3 separate regions of the Mus musculus genome follow, and regions 2 and 3 are each linked to region 1. The links are chromatin contacts, called in public Hi-C maps. All regions are on one chromosome and are shown on one strand. The core of a region is the stretch at or near the end of the contact, and the rest is flanking DNA. Distances in the headings are between cores, read along the strand shown.

Region 1 (4,398 bases), core at 574-3,073:
CAAACTCTAGGGACCCTTCTGCCATGTCTCACCCAAGGGCTGGAGTTACAATCTATGCCAGTGCACCTAACTTTTAAATGGGCTTGGAGGTCTGAATTTAAGTCATTGTGTGTTTGCTGCTGATAGTTAATTGACTGAGACATCTCACATGAATGCATGTCTCTAATGAGCTTTTGTAAATAACAGATGCACCCATAGAGCTAACTAATCCCGACAAAATGGTTGTGACCCAGAATAGGATGTTTTGAAAATGAAACAAAGAATATTACAGGAAGGTGCATGATAGAGGGGGCTTTCTGAGAAGGCGCTGGGTGAGCAGTCATTTTGACAAGCCCTGGAAATATTATTCAGAGGGAGGAAGGGCAGGTGATGCATAATGAAGAAGAGAAATTGGATGGCAAGAGCGGTGTGTTTGAGGTAGAAGGTTCAGGAAATAGGATAAATTTATGAAGTGTATTAAAATTAGGAAGTGCCATTTGGAACTTCTGCCTGAAAGGCGAGGATTAAAGGATGGGATCCATTATCCCACCTGGCGACAGCCCATAAAGTTCTTTAGCTAGTGAAAATATAGTTTTAATCAGTCACACAAAACAACTTTCCTCATGTCCCTAGCAATAAAAAGCTTCATTGAGACATATGGGAAGAGGGTACAGTGTGTGTAACACTTCAGAATATTGGAAAACTTTCTGGTGCCATTTACTAACTTGACTTATTTTCTTAAAAGTTCCCCACAGGAACAAATGTTTATGCAAAGTTTTAGATGAGATGGATGGTACTTGCTCTAAGGAGAGAGCCTTCCTATGTGATGGCTGCAGGGTAATGCACTCAGTTTGATCTCTGTGATCATGAACCTGGGAAAAAAATTTCAAGTTAGGTGAATTCCCAAATCCAAACAATAACTGTCATTCATGTTTGATGTTGCTGATGTTCTGTGTACTGTTTCATCTCTGTTAACTTGGCACAGCCTAAGTAACCCAGGAAGAGGCACCTCAATTAAGGATTTGGTTTCAATATATTGGCCTATACATATTTCTGTGTAGCATTTTGAGTAATGATTAATGCAGGAGGGCTAGTCCACTGTGGGCAATACTATTCCTTAGCAGGTTAGCCTGGATTACTTAACAAAGCAGTTGAGCAAGCTACAGAGAACAAGCTAGTTCATACCAGCATTTCCCCCATGGTCTCTGGTCCAGTCCTGCCATCTGCTTTCTACCTGAAGCCTTGCCTGGATTCAAACCCTTTTCCCCTAATTTGACTTCATTCAGTGTTCTATCATAACAACAGACAAGAAAAGTAGAACAGATTGTGTGATCTCTGTGTTTGTAACCTAGGGTAGGAAGAGATGGGCATGTTGGAGCCTGAGAATAGAAATTCTTCAAAAGGAAGACCCTGTGCAATCAATTTTCTTATCGAATACCACCTGGACTGCCACCTACCCCTTCCTTTTCCATGAACCTGATCACTAAAAGGAGCACCATACTTAGAAAACACTTGCTTTGTGTTTTCTATATTGGCTAGTTTTTCTGAAACCTTTTCTTTAACTTGAAAGGCTAGCATGAGTAGAATTAATTATCAATGAATAAATCCCAGACAGGGTCACTAACTGCCTCAATGGTTTAGGTTCCTGAATGAAAGACACATACCCAGCCTTTCTATTTTAATATGCCTTAAGCAGCACTATAGCTGGTTAGCTGCCTAACCTCCATGCTGTTAGAATCTACCTCCCACCGGTAATTCTGAGTTACTGCTTACTAATTTCCATGTTCCATCTTAGCTGCTCTTAACTCTAATAAGTCAGCCATCTGGGCCACATTGTTTTGGCCCAGAGCCTGGAGTGTTCTCCTTGCTTTTCTACTCCATAGCCTCTGCGTGTCTCTGCTCTCCACACTCTCTTAAAGCATGGCAGATCTTCCTCCTTCCTCTCTTCCTGGTTCCAAGCCTGGGAATCATGCCTTTGTCTGTCCTCCCCAGCTATTGTCTGTTGGCATCTTTATTTACTAATCAGAACCAACTGGGGGCGGGTTCCCAGAAGCTAAGTGCAGACCCTCTAGTGCAAACAGTTTTGAGGGAGAAACAAATAGCATTCATAATACAAGCAGCTACAAGCATGCATAGCTGTTTTTGTTTGTTTGCTTGTTTTTGTTTTGTATTTAGAGGAAGTAATTCTTGGCACACAAATGCCAGCTATTTTGAGAGAGACTTGAAATTAGATTTTTTTTCCTGGACCACTCTCAACCTCCCTGGGTTCTAAAGCCAAGGAAAATTGCTCTTTTAAAAATTATTTATTCACTTTACATCCTGGTTGCAGTTCTCCTCCCCCCTCTCCTCCCAACCCTACCCTTATAAATCCTTCCTTTCATTACCCCCTTCTCTTCTCAGAGGAGAAACCCCACCTTGGGTACCACCCTGCCCTGGGACATCAAGGTGATGCTGGGTAAAGATATTGCAGTTGACTGAATATTTATGATCTGCTACTTCATCCCAGTCACATGCTGGCAACTAAGTCTTCATGTGATGTTTGGAAGCAAACCTTTGGAAAGGTGGAAGTTTCATTTCCTTTTCAAAAGGATGTAACCAGGGAGCCTTCTCATTCCTTTGGATGCGTGTCACACAGCATCAAGATGGGTCTCATAGTTTGGATGTAAAGTGTTACTTCAAAGAGTCCTGTGTTTAAGTATGCAGTACCCCATTGGTGATGCTACCTTGGGAGGTTGTGGATCCTTTAGAAAGTGAGTCATTAGGGATGGGTCTTAAAGTGTATGGCTATCCCACTTCCAGTCTCAATGTTGATTCTTTGTACTTCCTGCATCCTCAGTTATGAGCAAGCAGATTCACTGTCCTGACAACATGGACAAGAACCACTCTGACTCCCATGCCTTCCTCACTGTGATGGCTGACACCCTCAAACCATGAGACAATGTAAGCTTTTCCTCTCTTACATTGCTCCTGACAAGTAACCATTCACAGCAATGAGAAAACCAGTTAATATGACTGGTACCCGAGAGCCAAGAAGCATGGATCTGCCCACGCTTTGCTCTTGGCTGTCTTAAAATGAGAAATCTATTTCTATTGTTTATTTTTACATCCTCAGTATTCTCTTGTAGCATCCTGAAAGGGTAGAACATTTGTAAAACCAAACATGCTTGTTGCTTTCATTCCTCAATGAAGCTAACAGGCAAGGCTGTTTTTAGGCTTCCTCTGATTTCTATAGGTATGTCTTATGATCAGATTTTTACCCCTGAAGCTTCATAAACTCCATCTCTACTATTTAAACTTTTCAAAAGTAATATCTAATCATTAGATTAAGATTAAAATGTAGTAGGGCCCTTCCTTGATGGAATGGAACAAGTAATATACTTGATCTGTAATTAATTTCTATTCCACTGCTGGATATGTTGCTTGTACAAGTAACTCAGAGTCTTACAGCCTGTGTTTCTTATCTTCAGGACAGAGAGGATGGTAAGTTATTATTGTTTCAGAAATAAGTGTATACAGCACACATGTGCTACCACCCATCATGTTTGGCCCATAGTGATCACCACATGTACATACTGGCCATCGACTGCTGTCATTATTATTATTATCACTATTGCTAGAGGCTAACCAATCTAGTGCTCTAACTTGACTGTGTGCGTGCTTGTGTGTGTGTGTCTGTAGTAAGCCATCTGTCAATGGGAGTGTAATAAACCATTCAGCTGCTTGTGAACTTTTCTCCCTCTGTCAAGATAAAATGAACAAGAATGACAGATTGAGGAATTAGACTCATTTAGATTTCATCATTCCTGGAAGGATAATTCAGTGTGCTTCATTGTTTGTTAGGTCACTCATGGAGACTGGCTTTAGTTTCAACATATTAGAAGTTTGGATAACAATAGAAACCCCTACCGTTTTGTGAGACCTTATAGGGATAATCTATCTAAGTTGCCCAAGAGAATGACTGACATATGATAAGTGCTCAACCCATGATGTCTTTACTAAACTAGCAGCAACATTGGTTACAATAATGATAATATATATGGATTGGGAGGGACATCTTAGCAGATGAGGTATGAGTTAGCTTTTCTAGGATAGGTCAGAGAGAAACAGTCCATGTTAACTCACAGTTGCAGGCTATAGTCCATTGTTACAAAGACGTCAAGGCAGGAACTTGAAGCGACGTGTTACATGTACAGTCTAGAACAGAAAGAAATGAGTACAAGAATGTTTTAACCCAAAGAAATGAGTACAAGAGTGTTTCCTTCTCAGCCTCTCCTCTTCACTCTTATGCAGTCCCAGGACAAAATTTGAGGGAATGATGCCACCTATGGTGGGCTAGGTCTTTACATGTCAATTTACATACTCAAGACAATCGATCACAGACTTGCCTTCAAGCCAACCATACCTAGACTTCTTAAGACT
Region 2 (4,398 bases), core at 1,043-3,542, 440 kb before region 1:
CAAGAGCTAGACTCCCTTCTTCCAATGTCCTTATATTGTCTCCAGCAGAAGGTGTAGCCCAGATTAAAGGTGTGTTCCGCCACACCTTTAATCCCAGATGAAAGGTGTAGCCCAGATTAAAGGTGTGTTCCTTAAACTCGGAGATTCAATCTTCTGGAATCCATAGCCACTGTGGCTCAAGATCTTCAAACCAAGATCCAGATAAGGATCTCCAAGCCTCCAGATAAGGGTCACTGGTGAGCCTTCCAATTCCGGATTGTAGTTCATTCCAAATATTGTCAAGTTGACAACCAGGAATAGCCACTACAATCCACCCCTTGTCAACTTGACACAAATAATATCTCATGTTCACATGAAACAATAACAAGGTTGTAAATACGCCTAACATGATATAACTATCCCTCGTACAATCGCAAACGCATTAGTAAATTTACAATGGGCATTCATATTACTTTATAATCCTCGTTTCTGCAACTGGTTACGTGGCCTTAATTGGTATTTATAACTACCTTCCTCTACTACCCATTCTGTATTTCCTTCTCCTTCAGCCAGCACCTCAGTTTCTTGGTCCTGAGGTTTGTGCAGGAATAGAAACCCTGACTAAGACAGGGACTAATATCCAACATATATAAAGAACTCAAGAAAGTGGACTTCAGAAAATCAAATAACCCCATTAAAAAATGGGGCTCAGAACTGAACAAAGAATTCTCACCTGAGGAATACCGAATGGCAGAGAAGCACTTGAAAAAATGTTCAACATCCTTAATCATCAGGGAAATGCAAATCAAAACAACCCTGAGATTCCACCTCACACCAGTCAGAATGGCTAAGATGAAAAATTCAGGTGACAGCAGATGCTGGCGTGGATGTGGAGAAAGAGGAACACTCCTCCATTGTTGGTGGGAGTGCAGGCTTGTACAACCACTCTGGAAATCAGTCTGGCGGTTCCTCAGAAAACTGGACATAGTACTACCGGAGGATCCAGCAATACCTCTCCTGGGCATATATCCAGAAGATGCCCCAACTGGTAAGAAGGACACATGCTCCACTATGTTCATAGCAGCCTTATTTATAATAGCCAGAAGCTGGAAAGAACCTAGATGCCCCTCAACAGAGGAATGGATACAGAAAATGTGGTACATCTACACAATGGAGTACTACTCAGCTATTAAAAAGAATGAATTTATGAAATTCCTAGCCAAATGGATGGACCTGGAGGGCATCATCCTGAGTGAGGTAACACATTCACAAAGAAACTCACACAATATGTACTCACTGATAAGTGGATATTAGCCCCAAACCTAGGATACCCAAGATATAAGATATAATTTGCTAAACACATGAAACTCAAGAAGAATGAAGACTGAAGTGTGGACACTATGCCCCTCCTTAGATTTGGGAACAAAACACCCATGGAAGGAGTCACAGAGACAAAGTTTGGAGCTGAGATGAAAGGATGGACCATGTAGAGACTGCCATATCCAGGGATCCACCCCATAATCAGCATCCAAATGCTGACACCATTGCATACACTAGCAAGATTTTATTGAAAGGACCCAGATGTAGCTGTCTCTTGTGAGACTATGCCGGGGCCTAGCAAACACAGAAGTGGATGCTCACAGTCAGCTAATGGATGGATCATAGGGCTCCCAATGGAGGAGCTAGAGAACGTAGCCAAGGAGCTAAAGGGATCTGCAACCCTATAGGTGGAACAACATTATGAACTAACCAGTACCCCGGAGCTCTTGACTCTAGCTGCATATATATCAAAAGATGGCCTAGTCGGCCATCACTGGAAAGAGAGGCCCATTGGACTTGCAAACTTTATATGCCCCAGTACAGGGGAACACCAGGGCCAAAAAGGGGGAGTGGGTGGGCAGGGGAGTGGGAGTGGGTGGATATGGGGGACTTTTGGTATAGCATTGGAAATGTAAATGAGTTACATACCTAATAAAAAATGGAAAAAAAAAAAAAAAAAAAAAAAAAAAAAAGAGAGGTCTGGGTGAGTTATAGCGCATTTCCCATAGTGACCAGCAGATGGTAGCAAAGGCAAGGCTCATGGGCGGCAGGAACCCAGCTTGCTGCTCAGTTCAGAACAGTGTCAGAACATTGCCTTAATTTTGGTGTCAGCATAATAGCTTGTTCATCCCCTCCACCAGCCTCCTCTTCCTCAGGAAATAATAGTCTCTAAATCTTCGGGACTCAGACCCGCCAAATAGAACCCAACACGTGCCCTAATCACTTGGGCCAATTCTTCTCTCTGAATGGTGTCGCTTTACGTGGGACTTTTTCTGCGTGGCTGTGGTGCTGCAGTGCCAGGGTAAGCTGAACATATAGCCAGGCACTGGGCGTGAAGGGAAAACGCAGGAGACACCTTCAAGGCGCCAATTAGGGGAGAAGAGAAGGGCCAGTAATGCAGAGTGGTGGGCCAGAAGTATGCTTGCCCTTTGCGGTTCCGAGACCCTGGCAGACCGGCAAGGCGCCTCCCACTGCTTCTGACTCCATAGTTCCTTCCCTGAGACTAAGCCAGCCCTGGGACTCACACTTGGCTCACGGCAGGGAACTTGTTTCCTTCATAGCACTTTTGCAGTGTAATAGTAGAGTGATTATTGGATCTTACATTTAATGAATGCATCTGCCATTTGCCTGACAGTCAACCTCAGGAAGACAGGGTAGGTTCTGCTCCAGCCAATGCCTAGAGCCCGGTACAGTTATGGTCCAGTGAACTATACCATAATAATTTCACCATTACCCAGTAAGTAGATACTTGTTCCATGATGGCGTTGTAGTGGCTTCATTCCTCTCACGTAGGAAGAAAAGTCGAGGGTAGAAGCAGAAATCCAGGCTGACCTCGGTGGAGATGTTGGTGTGGTTGGTTTTAATGTACTCTTGGCACAAATAGAATCCACGGGGGAGGAAGCCTAACCCAAAGGATTGTCCTTATTGTGGTAAATTGATGCAGGAAGACTCACCATGACTGCGGGCGGGATCTTCTCTAGATGAAAAGGGCTTGGTGGGCGCAGGGTTTCTCCCCTTCCACTCGCTTGGGCTCCCTCTTGCCCCTGAGCTGTAGATTCCTGCTCTGATAGTAGAACCAGCATTTCCAAGTTTCTATCATGGTTCTCTAGGGAGCTTCTGTCTTCGGGAGCCAGATTGGGATGCTGAGGTACCCAGCCTTGTGGACTGTCCAACTACCCATTGTTGGGCCTGCCCCAGTAGAAGATAGCCATTGCAAGACAACCAGGGCTCCGAGGCACTAGCCTAAGGACAGAGTAACCTTTGGATTCTTAGTTCTCAGATGTGATTCTTTTGTTGTTACTATTTCATAGCTGACTCGAGTCTGCCTGTCTCTATCTACCTATCTATCTATCTATCTATCTATCTATCTATCTATCTATCTATCTATCTATCTATCTATCATCTCTCCATTTATCATCTACCTCCTACCAATTTATAATCTATCTATCGATCTATCTATCTATCTACCCACCCCCTCTCCCATCTGTCTTTAACTCATACAGCGATTTATTCAACATGTGTATTTGGCTGTGTTGCGTATGCGATCCAAACTTCAGTTTGTTTAATCTGTAAATTGGGGATCAGACTATGTCTCCTGCAGGGGGACCACATGCATGCAAAGAGATCCTCTATAGGAAATTCAAAAATGAGTAAGTCGAGAAATGCTGTTGGTTTGTGTGTTGGAGGCTCTGTTTGTCATCTCCGGGAGGCCCAGTCTGTTGGATTTTGTAAGGATGATGTAATTAGTTTAAGAACTCCATGGACTGGTGAGGAGAGGAAGGGAAGGCTGTTGGAGGCAGTGGTGGTACCATTACTGCAAGCTCATTAGAACCCTTAACTCTGTTGAGCTGCTTTGTGTTGGAACATTGTGTAGAAGGCACTGCTCTGTGGCAGAATAAATAATAAGCTGGGCTTGGAGGCTAAAGATGGTCGCTGCTAGGCCTGAAGGCCCACATGGTAGAGGGCAGGAATGGACTTCCAAAAGTTGTCCTCTGACCTCCACATATATGTTGTGGCGTGTGGATAACCCCCTTCTAAAATAAACAAACAAACTAATACAGTTAAAAGTCAAAAGTGAATAATAAGCCAATGAGGTGAAGGTGTGTCCTGGTATGAACAGAACAGAGTGAGACTGTGAACAGATGTGCTAAGGACATACAGCTGAGCAAGCAGTGAGACGCTTGTGTCCCCTGAAGACAGTTCAGAACCAATGTGTGGGGGACAGCAATGTAACAGGGACTGATAGCAGGGAGAATGGGGTCAGGGGTGCATGCTCAACCCACAGGGGGGATTGCTAGCATGAGGCCAGCCAGGGTTGCACGATTAGATTCTATTTCTAAAACCAAACCAGACAAAGCCCAAACAAAACACTTTTCTTGG
Region 3 (4,398 bases), core at 519-3,018, 370 kb before region 1:
TTTTTTTTAAAGGTACCTAAAAATGAACAAGGGTGAAAATAAACCCAGTATAGTTATGGTTTTTATTGCTGTGAAGAGACAATGTGATCATGGCAACTTTTATAAAGGACAAGATTTAATTAGGCTGGCTTACAGCTCAGAGGTCCATTGTCATCATGGCAGGAAGCATGGTGGCACACAGGTCTACATGGTGCTGGAAAGGTAGCTGAGACTTCTATAACTGCCTTGGCAGACAACAGGAAGAGAGAGTGCCACACTGGGGCCTGCCTTGAGCATGATGCACTTCCTCCCAAAAAAGCCACACCCACTCCCACAAGGCCATACCTCCTAATAGTGCTGCTCTCTGAGCCCCTGGGGGCCATATATATATATACATTCAAGCCACCATACCCAGGGAGAAGTCAGAAGGTAACAGGAGGAAATCCAATTTCTTGAACAATGCTGATGATATTAAGTGATGAAGAGAAGGCTGTGAGGAGCTATAGTACTGCTCAGGGCTTTGAGGGCTTTTAGAACTTAGAAAGGATCGCTGGGGTAACAGATTCCCATGGTGACTTGAGTTCCTAACAAAACGGAATGGCACATGGGAGGCAGAGCTGGTTCTTGTAAAAGATGCTAATGTGAAATGTCCACAAACTATGGGAGCATTTCTGAAGGGAGATAGCCATGGCACACGTATCCAAAGAATGGGGAAGACAAAGAAAAAGATAGTGCCAAGGGCTAAGGGAGGGGGTTGTGTCTGTCATTTCTCTTTGTACACAACACATTCACGTTTTGGACGCCTCTTCCTTCTTCCTTCCCTTCCTGTCCTAAACTCATCCGTGAAAACCATGCATGTTCACTGTGGTCCATGGGAGAACATCAATAAAAAAGTCAGGTATGATGGCATATGTTTAGAATCCCAGCTCTGGTGAGGTAGACACGGGGCAACACCTGAGTTTTGGGGACCAGTCAGCTCAGTCTACTTGGTGGGTTCCAGGAGAATGAAAGACCTAGTCTCAAAAAACAAGATGCATAGCTCTCGATGAATGGACAGGAGCAGAACCTCTGGCCTCTACACACATGTGCACACACACTCTACATTTCTGTGTTCTCGATGACTAGTGCAGATCCCTCAACTGGCTTATGGTATGCTTACTCCTGAAGCCAGCCCTCTTTCTCATCTCTGGATCCTAGATCTGACACAGAAATAAAGACCCAGGGTAAGCCCCAGCCTTCCTCGTGATGCTGAGGTGGCAGGGTACCGTTTGATAAGGATGACTGCCGGCATGTGAACCAAGTACCATACATCTTTAGGGCTGACTTCAGTCAGGCACTCTGCTTAGTTTCTTACCAGATCTGGTGCCGAGAGTGCCAATTGATGTTTTGAAGAGTGTTCATCAATGGAGACTGTACAGGTAACTAGACTCCCCAGCTTTTGTTTTTCTTAAGGCTTTTTGAAAAGCAGATAGGAGAAGTATACACCAGCCATTGATATGTGAACATGCTGGGTACCCTGGCCTTCTTTAATTGTTAAGATAGATCACTGTGGGTAATGTAGTCATCTTTCCTAGTGGAGAATGGCTTATTTTTTATTTTTTATTTATTTTTTTATTTTTTGGGGGCGTGGGAATAGTTGAATTGGTAATGGGAAGGTAGAAGTGTTGTTTTGTGTCAAAATATTCATTTCTCCCATAACTGTTGAGTAAATGTAGCCATTAGAGTCTGCACACAGCCTTCCTTAATCCTTTGGAGTATTCAGGCAGCAGGCACATGTCTCCCGCGGGGAGACAGATTTGGGCGAGATGAGCATTTTCAGAAAGAGTGTGAATCTCTTTGCCATCTGGGAAGGGCACAGTTAATTTCCTTTGTGTTCAACGTGGATTCAGGTGACTCATGGCGGGGGGAGGGGGGAGGGAGGAGGGGGGAGGGGACTGGGAGAGGGTAGTTCTGAATTCTGGCTAATGACTGAATCCAGCTTTTCCTGCAGCTGCTAGAACTGAAGGCGTCCTAAAGGCAGAGGGAGCATCATACATATGCCCCTGAGATCTTTCTGATGGTCAGAGGCAACATCAGTTTTTTTTGCACTAAAGGTACGGTTCTCTAAGGTGGCCCTGTCACACTTTTGGATTGATTTTTCAATAGAAACTCCTTTTTAAGTGTCAGGTTGCTTTATATCAAATGGCCTTGCTTCCTGTGGAGTGGGCTTACCCACGTTTACCTCTTATTTTATTTCATTAACCCTTTTCTGAATGGTGATTACTGTGCACCAAATGCTAATCTCCATGACAACCATGTTAAGGCAGGTAAAGGACTATCATTTTGTAAGTGGGAGACCCAAGAGACAGACTAAGAACTTACCCACCAGCCAGGTGGTGGTGGTGCACACCTTTAATATCAGCAGAAGCAGGTGGATCTCCGAGTGTTTGAAGGTACCCTAGCCTACAGAGGGAGTTCTAGGACAGCCAGGGCTACATAGAGAAATGTTTTTAAAAACAAACAAACAAAACCAAAACACCAACCAGTAATAGTAAAAAACAAAACAAAACAAAAAACAAAACACATCCACTATCATTGTAAATAGCAAACCACAGCATGGCTCAGGGTGCTGGAACTGCGCTCCGCCAACCTGCCCTCCCTTGAGATTTATATCCTGGGTCAATTTCCTTCGTTTCTTTTCTCTAAGCAAGGGCTACCACATATTGCGCTGCTGTTCACTCACTGGGGAGGCTGAGTCCAGGACGCTAGGAACTGCATTCTAGTAGCTGGTGGGCAACCTTTCAGCATTTCGGCCTACCCAGTTCGTGATCGAAAACCCTTCAATGAATGGACAAAGAGAAAATCTGAAAGGAAACCAATCACAACGTTTGTTATTATTGTTATTATTATTATTTATGTTTTTTACAGTCTGGCCATTACACATCCGGGTCTGCTCTCTCACAGTTCCTCATCCCATTCCTCCTCCTCCTCCTCCTCCCTTCTCCACGAGGATGTCTCCACCCCTTCCCCTCGCACCAGGCCTCCCCACTCCCTGGGGCCTTAAGTCTCTCGAGGGTTAGGCACATGCGTCTTCTCACACTGAGGCCAGACCAGGAAGTCTTCCTCTGTATATATGTGTAGGCGAGCCCTCGGACCAGCTCTTGTATGCGCCTGGTTGATGGCTCGGCGTCTGAATCATCAGTTTAATCTCTTGTGTTGGGCTGTATCTCATAGCCATTCTGGTCCTACGTGGACACACATAGGTCACGGTTCGGATGCACCTGAAGCCTTTCCTGTGTTCACTGCGCCTGTGTCGGTTTGTGCCCAGCATCTAGAGGCAGAGGAGTCCTTATCCAGGTTGGACGCAGGCCGAGTAGCATCTTGCTTTGGATGTGGCTTCTTTATTTAGGCACTGGATCCATCCTCCCTACCCCTTGTACCGTCACTGATTTCTGAAGCACAGACACAAATTCTACCTGATAAATGACTATTTCTTGATGTCTGTTCATTGTCTGCATGGGAGCTTTATTACATTCGAAAATAACCTTTGGCCTTTTTTGACATAAAACTAAGATTTAAAGCCTCCAGCTATCTGGGAATCTTAAGAATTTATTAACTATTATTGCCGCCATCCTCCTCCTCCTCCTCCTTCTCACCATCACCATCCTTGTCGTCATCATCTTCGTTGTGGTGTGGTATTTTGGTTTTCTTGCCTCAGCCATGGTCATGATGGCCTGGTGCTCCCTGTGTAGCCCAGGCTAACTTTTAAGTGATGGCAACGCCCTGCCTCAGCTTCCTGAATGTTGGCATTCCAGGTATGAGCTGGCGTGCCTGGCTTTTTCTGGAAAATCTTTTTGGAGCATGTCATGTCTCTCTTCATTGCAAAACTGTTGAAGGTTGAAATTTATGAGCTGCCATGAGAGTTTTCCTATGGTGTTTAAATCAGACCGTGAAACCCAACTGCGTTTTACGGCTCTGTCGCTGAGCCCTGTCGCTGAGCCCTGTCGCTGAGCGAGGGCTTGTTCCGAATTTCGCTTGGTAGTGTCTGGTGAGCCTTGTCCTCTAACGTCAGGGTTGACATCAGTAGGAGTAGTCATGGAGCCTGGCGTCACAGTGAGGTGGTATGTGGCAGGAGTAACTCTTTACAGGAGATATTTAAGGGGGAGCAAATGTTTTCCTAGACGAGTCCAACACCTCTTAATCCTATTACTGATTTTCTCAGCCCTCAGCTATCTAGCACAGGGCGTTGCAAGTCAAGAATCTTAATATTTTTCGATAAATTATTTGTGGTTTTTTTTGGGGGGGAGGGAAGGGGTTATTTTGCTTACACCTCTGGTCATAGTTCATCACTGAAGTTTTTTTATTTTTTATTATTTATTTTACAAAATCGCAAATGTTCAATTTTACCAATAAAGACCCGAGAACCAGGTACTGGGGTGA

Evidence for each region. Hi-C and Micro-C count contacts between places; a contact is called where the count stands out from the background.
Region 2: a Hi-C map of cerebellum shows a contact between it and region 1, with 2.6 times the contacts expected there. The contact joins two enhancer-like sites. A contact is called at or near these places in 1 of 15 datasets of contacts at CTCF or cohesin (embryonic stem cells), 4 of 484 Hi-C or Micro-C datasets (cerebellar granule neurons, cerebellum, embryonic stem cells and 1 more) and 1 of 115 datasets of contacts at active chromatin or transcription factors (pancreatic cancer cells).
Region 3: a Hi-C map of cerebellum shows a contact between it and region 1, with 2.2 times the contacts expected there. The contact joins two enhancer-like sites. A contact is called at or near these places in 3 of 484 Hi-C or Micro-C datasets (cerebellar granule neurons and cerebellum).

What each region holds. Positions count from the first base shown.
Region 1 is chr10:66,367,741-66,372,138 of GRCm38.p6, reverse strand. All of the region lies in intron 2 of Gm40677 (a long non-coding RNA gene), which reads left to right. Among named protein-coding and RNA genes, the nearest start is that of Gm22594, 110 kb to the left of the region's middle. Within about 2 kb of position 1,823, at least 5 of the 459 cell types and tissues checked have an H3K27ac peak or open chromatin away from gene starts, as enhancers often do. A contact at or near this core is called in cerebellar granule neurons and cerebellum, where this site is marked.
Region 2 is chr10:66,805,450-66,809,847 of GRCm38.p6, reverse strand. The region is part of intron 2 of Gm40678 (a long non-coding RNA gene); the gene reads left to right. Among named protein-coding and RNA genes, the nearest start is that of Gm40678, 22 kb to the left of the region's middle. Within about 2 kb of position 2,292, at least 12 of the 459 cell types and tissues checked have an H3K27ac peak or open chromatin away from gene starts, as enhancers often do. A contact at or near this core is called in cerebellar granule neurons and cerebellum, where this site is marked.
Region 3 is chr10:66,736,606-66,741,003 of GRCm38.p6, reverse strand. It overlaps Gm31240 (a long non-coding RNA gene), which reads left to right. Exons shown (of 3, transcript XR_380501.2): 3 at 1-78. It also overlaps the pseudogene Gm18777. Among named protein-coding and RNA genes, the nearest start is that of Gm31240, 6.8 kb to the left of the region's middle. Within about 2 kb of position 1,768, at least 3 of the 459 cell types and tissues checked have an H3K27ac peak or open chromatin away from gene starts, as enhancers often do. A contact at or near this core is called in cerebellum, where this site is marked.